Linked DNA regions of Rattus norvegicus: region 2 is linked to region 1. The links are chromatin contacts, called in public Hi-C maps. All regions are on one chromosome and are shown on one strand. The core of a region is the stretch at or near the end of the contact, and the rest is flanking DNA. Distances in the headings are between cores, read along the strand shown.

Region 1 (2,843 bases), core at 36-2,535:
CCTGGTGGGCGGGGCTGCCTCTGTGCTGCAGAACGTGTTGTGGCTGTTCCCTCAACTTTTATTGCCCTGGCTGTGCGTGGGCTGTGAGAACCCTGCTCCTGTCCCCAGGGCACCTTAAAGGATCTTCAGTACCTCAACTCTCAAGTTCAAAGGTGGGAATACACAAGGTGTGTCTGAGGTGTGGGAAAAAGAGCAGAGTCAGGAAAGGAGTGGGGGAAAGGGTTGCCCAGGGCCAGGAAGGAAAGAACGGAAAGGGAGGGAGGAGAGGGAACTAGGGGAATAGTTTATCTGAGGTACAGAGGAACCGTGCCAGAGGTGGGGGTGGGGCATGTGCAAAATCCCTTGCCCCTATAATCACATGCAAATCTATAAAGAAGGCCAGGGGCTTCTATCAGAGTCTCGGAAACACGGTGGCCGCGAGCAGCAAGTCGACAGACACTGTGCTAGCAAGCAGCTTGTGCACAGGTTTTGGAGAGCTCGGTCTGGCAACGGTGTGCATACTAGAATGGAGTCTCACTAGTTCTGCTGGTGGAAAACATGTTCCATGGCAAGATAATGTGTAAATATTTGAAATCTGACATGTGGGTGTTTAATAAGATTGTCTGCCTCTCTGTGGAGGAGTTAAAAATGTTTACTTCTAATAGAGGCGGGCCCTGAGTTCATACAGAAGCCTGAGAGTTCAGGAAAGTACCCACTAGCTGCGTGGCCTCCTTTGCTGACTGCCCCACAGTTGGCTTTGACTCTGCCGGAGGCTCTCAGCTCTCTGATCTGCCTTTTCTCTCATTCCAGGTTGGCTGGGTGCTGGTCATCGATTTACTCATTCCACAAATATTTTCTTGAATGCTGACTACTGTGCCAGGGTGTGAGTCAAACCCAGCCTTGACCTCAAATAAACCACAGGCAGCAAGGGAGAGAGATGGGGAATCAGGCGATGGGAGCGTGGGCTAAGAGCATCAGTGTGGGGGTAGAGGGACAGCCCATACGCTGCACCAGTGGAGGGGAAGCAATCAAAGTAGCCCACGTGTTTCTGAGCCCAGATGCCCCCTAGCCTCTTTGAGCCTAAATCCTCTCAGTCATGGAAATGAGTCTTACATTAGGCGACTACAGGACTAAGGACCAACCACTATCTGCTCCTTTTCCTTTTCATTCTAAGCTCCAGGACACATAACAGAGAAAAGAGCTAGCCTAAAGAGGTGGGTTTGAAAACATAGGACATGGGAGACAGTCCCATGGGTAAGAGCACTTGTTGCTCTTGCAGAGGACTCTGGTTTGCATCCCAGCTCCCACATGGTGACTCACAACCATCTGTAACTTCAGTTCCCGGAGATCCAACACTCTCTTCTGACCTTGGCAGGATCCAGAATCACACATGGCACACACACATGCAGGCAGGCAAGACACACACATGTAAAGTAAGTTTAAAAAGAAAAACAAAAAATTACATTTGTCGTATTTGCCAGGGACGTTTCTCTGAACCAGCCGCCTGACAGATAACTCTTCTGGTCTCATTTTAGCTGACATCTGTGCCTAGGTCTCCAGGGAAGAGTCCCTGGGTAGGAGTTCCCATTGCTGTCACGTATCAATGAAAGAGTGGGTACCCACCCTCTCTGTCTGAATTTAATACCCGACTCTTGAACACCTTGGCTGCTGAAAGGGTGCATGGGTCAGAGTCATCCTGATACTTAGGGAGAAGTAAGGAGGAATGGGCATCAAAGGAAATGGCTATGGTGGCTCACACCTAATGTTAGCACTCCGGAGGCTGAGGCAGTAGGATTGTTGTGACTTCAAGAGCAGCCTGGGTTATAACAATGAGTTCCAGCCCTGTCTCACAAAAGAAAAAAGTACAGAGATAGATGGTGGGCGGTAGGATATAGGTGGGGTGGAGGTAGTGAGTGGGTGGTGGGGTGTAGCTGGTGGGTGCTAGGGTGTAGGTTGGGGCTCATATGGTTGTAAAATCTAAAACCTGCAGGGTAGGGGGCATACTGGGAAGAGTTTGGTGTTCTGGCCATAGACTGTCCTTGGACTCACTTCCACTACTTGGATGATGCCCACTTCCATTACAGAGAGAAAACTGCTTTAGGCAAACCTCCACTGGTTTTCATGAATCCTGCCCTTAATATACCCTCTCAAAAAAATCTAGAATAAAAAATCAAACAGCTGCATATTGTGACCTAAGTAAGTTGACACATACAATTACCTGCCCCAGGGCTGGCCATCTGAACTGTTCCTCATCATTGAGAGAGGCTAAGAGAAGGAAGACAAGCATTCCACACACCAGGAATGAGGAGGTAGCCTCTCCTCCCCACTTAAAACCCCACCTAAGGAAGTGGCCCTTCCTTTCCTTTCTTCTTGCGCTAGGTGTTAAGTGGACATAGTAGAGCGTATTACTGACCTGGGATCTTCCTCTCCTGTGACCTCTGGGGTGGCTTGCCCTGTTGCATACTTGATGTTACCATTTACAAGATAATTTGGCACACTCCATAGCCCAATGACCTGGCATTAAAAAGATACTCTTCTGTGTCTTAGATCTGCCTTCTTTCTGTCTACAGGTCCTGGGTAATGGAGTCATGAACCTTAAATTAACACAGTGTATGCTGGGCCTGTGGGTTTTCCTCTTTTAATAATGCTTAACAGCTTTCAAAAACTTCTAGTGTTTTCTGGGAGATTAGACGTGAAAGACGCTATGGGATTACCTGTTCTGCACTTCCGGTTGGTGGGTTGCCAGAAGTCCAACAGCACCAAGAGGACCAGTTCTGACATGCAGGAGAACGACAGCTCCATCTCCATCCCTTCCTCCTGTGGGATCCAACCTCGGCCCATCTCTCAGGTCCACACAGGTTGGG
Region 2 (2,965 bases), core at 41-2,540, 81 kb after region 1:
GCTGATAGCAAGCAGCCATGGTTTCTTCTCTCTACCCACCCCCTTTCTTTCAAGCTGATCACATTTCCTTGGTGATTTCCATGCTTGGTCAGAAGACTTAGGGGATAGCTTTGCATCCCACAGGATCTTGTCCAGATAAACTATTCTGCACTAATTAGTGGGATCATCTGAAAGGTCCCTTCCTTCCTGTCTGCAGTGAGTTTGCACTGAACAAGTGAGCCTGAGTACTGAGAAGAGAGCCTTTGAACTCCAGCTGGACCCCTGGAGAGGCTGAAGATGAAGATGTCAGTGCCTCTGTCAGAAAAACAACACAAAACCAGTCTGTTTCTAGTGGCTTCCTTTCCCACTTAGACCACGAGAACGTTGTAACTGAATGGGAGAAAGGCGGGAGTCTGGCAGCTGATCTGAGGAAATCTTACACAATTTTGATGAGGCCCCCACCCCACCCCTGGGTGAGTCGAACCAGTTCTCAAGTACCAGATAACTACGGAAAGACAGCTGAGGCATGGGGCAGGGGACTCAGTGGTAAAGCATGTGTGAGTGCACGCAAACATGAACACACACATGCACACATACATTTTTCTGTGTGTTAGCTCCTGAAATTTTAGTTAATATACTTATTATCATATCACCACTCAAACAGATGAGAAGCAGGCATAAAGAGGCAAAATGACCCCTGCAACACCAGCCAGCAAGTGAAAGACAGAGCTGGGGCTGGAACCCAGTTAGTCTGCCTAAGTCCCAAAAAGCCTGAAACGTGCACATTCAAACAAAACCCAAAGAAAGAGCGGGCCTGTGATCCAATGAGACCAGGATAGGTAATAGCTACAAGGACACTCCCACTCCAGGGCATTCTCAGTGTGACAGAAGGCTTTTGATAAGTAGAGTCATTGACCCTCTCTACCCCGTGCTTAAAACGAGACCTCAACCACCACTCATTCGGTTTTGTCCATATTGTCACATGTCCCCTTATAGACAGGTACTTCAGGGCCTAACCTGGAGATGGTTTATGGTGTCTGCCAGGCACCAAAACAGGTTTCTGCACGCTGTTCGTCTGCCTGCAGAAGTTAACTGCAACTGCTGTAACTAGTGCCTCGTGCAGCCTTGTGGGTGGTTCTAGTATCTGAGGCCCTGACCTCTAGAATAACAGTCTGCGAACCCACTGTTCCTCCAACCAGCTTCTCATCTGTAAATATTTCTTCATGCTGGAAATAGTTTCGAGCACTCCTCAGTGCCAAGCTCTCAAACCACCAAGTTGAATTCAATGTTTGCCCAAGCTGCTCAGTATTTGCTAGTGGTGACAGGCACCGGAAGGGACCTTCTCAAGGCTTAGAGTACAGGGATGGCCCCAACCTGCCCCTCCACCCTGGGAGTAGGAGCTGCAAATGAGATCACACTGGGAAATTGATTTGTAAAAAGCATAAGGTGAGAATGGGGTGTGGAGAGAGGAGGAGGGGATGAAGGAGAGGGAGAAGCAAAGAAGAGGGCTCTACAGCCTTGGATCAGAACGTATTGTCTTGAGACCTCTGAGGGCCAAGATGCGATCTCATCCTGGGCTGGGAGCCCAGAGCATGGAGTCCAGCCTCCGAGGACAAAGCCTGGAGCTCTGGCCTCTCCCTCAGGCCAAGCTGCCCTGGACTTCATCCTGGCAGAGGCCTAGAACTTTCGAGCCCTGCACCGCCCCGGAAAGATTTTGAGTTAGAGTCTGAGCCATGACAAAGGCCAGGCCTCTCCTCCATTGTGCAACCAAAGAAGCCGGATTTCCCGTGAATCCCCTTATGTAAGGGCATCCCTGAGCAATGGTGGCCTGGGTAGCGCCCTCTGCCTCCTTTCTCTGTGCTGAAGCGCCACCTGGAGGCCAGTTCTCGTTCAAACCGTTGTGTAGCAGACTCTTAAAATTAGCCTCCACATAGGAAAAAAAGAGATGCCTTGGAACAAAAAAGCACCTTTTGAAAGAACCTCAACGGTTTTTTCGCCTGCTCTTTTGCTATTGCTGATGGGATATTCAAGGGTTGAATGATGAGGCCTCTTAAAAAGACAGGATTTCTCCACGACTTAGAATTACAGTGATCTTGTAACTGCCTTTACATTCTAATATCTGGATCCGAAGAGCACACGTAAGGAGAAAACTGCAGTTCACCTTGCATCTCAGACTCCAACCTCTTCGTCCCCTACTGCAAGTTAGTCAGGTTCCACTAACTTGTGTAGAGTTTTGCTGTGCGGCGGCCCCTTCTCAGGAGAGCCGGGGTTCGGCAGAGCTTTTTGAATCAGCTGCCCGGCCCGGGCATGAACACACACCCTGGACTAATTGTTAACAAGTAGCTGGATGGACATACGAAGATGATTGCTTAAAATGAGCTCCAAGTTATTTTATTCTGAAGAAATTCTAAGCTAAAGGGACCCAGAAAATAGGGAATATCCAATATAAAGAAAAGGGGACGGGCTCCCGAACTGAGAAAGGTTTAGTTTTGCTTTCTTTGTTGTTTTGGTTTTTTGGTAAGGAAGCAAGTAACCAAGCAAACAAAATGAGCAAGCGAGCAAGCGAGAGAGAGAAGAGAGAAAGAGATTTCGTTTTCAGAGTTTTGTTCTTACTCTTTTGGTAGGTCAGCAGTTTAGCTACAAGGACAAAAGACCCTGATATCTCAAGCAATCCTTGTCAGAAAGAGGAAAATGCTGGCAGTATCAGAAATAGCCCATCTCAAATCCTATTACAACGTCATGGTAACAAAAACAGTGTGGTACTTGCTCAAAAATGGGTCTGTCAATCAAGGGGATCAAAGAGAGGTCACCCTACGACGGAAAGAGACCCTCTAAACACTGGTGCTGAGAAAATGGTTTCCACAAGGAAAGGAAAGATTAAGACCCCTATCTCTAACCCTGCGAAAAATCAACTCAAAGTGAATCTTAGAGCCAGGCCTGAAACTTTGAAAGTGCTGGGGGAAAACACTTCCAAGACACAGGCATG

Evidence for each region. Hi-C and Micro-C count contacts between places; a contact is called where the count stands out from the background.
Region 2: a contact with region 1 is called in a Hi-C map of liver, with 4 times the contacts expected there. The contact joins two enhancer-like sites. A contact is called at or near these places in 5 of 12 Hi-C or Micro-C datasets (the Rat2 cell line, kidney, liver and 1 more).

What each region holds. Positions count from the first base shown.
Region 1 is chr2:194,542,551-194,545,393 of GRCr8, forward strand. No RefSeq gene overlaps it. Among named protein-coding and RNA genes, the nearest start is that of Rplp0l1, 66 kb to the right of the region's middle. Within about 2 kb of position 1,286, at least 22 of the 93 cell types and tissues checked have an H3K27ac peak or open chromatin away from gene starts, as enhancers often do. A contact at or near this core is called in liver, where this site is marked.
Region 2 is chr2:194,623,076-194,626,040 of GRCr8, forward strand. No RefSeq gene overlaps it. Among named protein-coding and RNA genes, the nearest start is that of Rplp0l1, 15 kb to the left of the region's middle. Within about 2 kb of position 1,291, at least 47 of the 93 cell types and tissues checked have an H3K27ac peak or open chromatin away from gene starts, as enhancers often do. A contact at or near this core is called in liver, where this site is marked.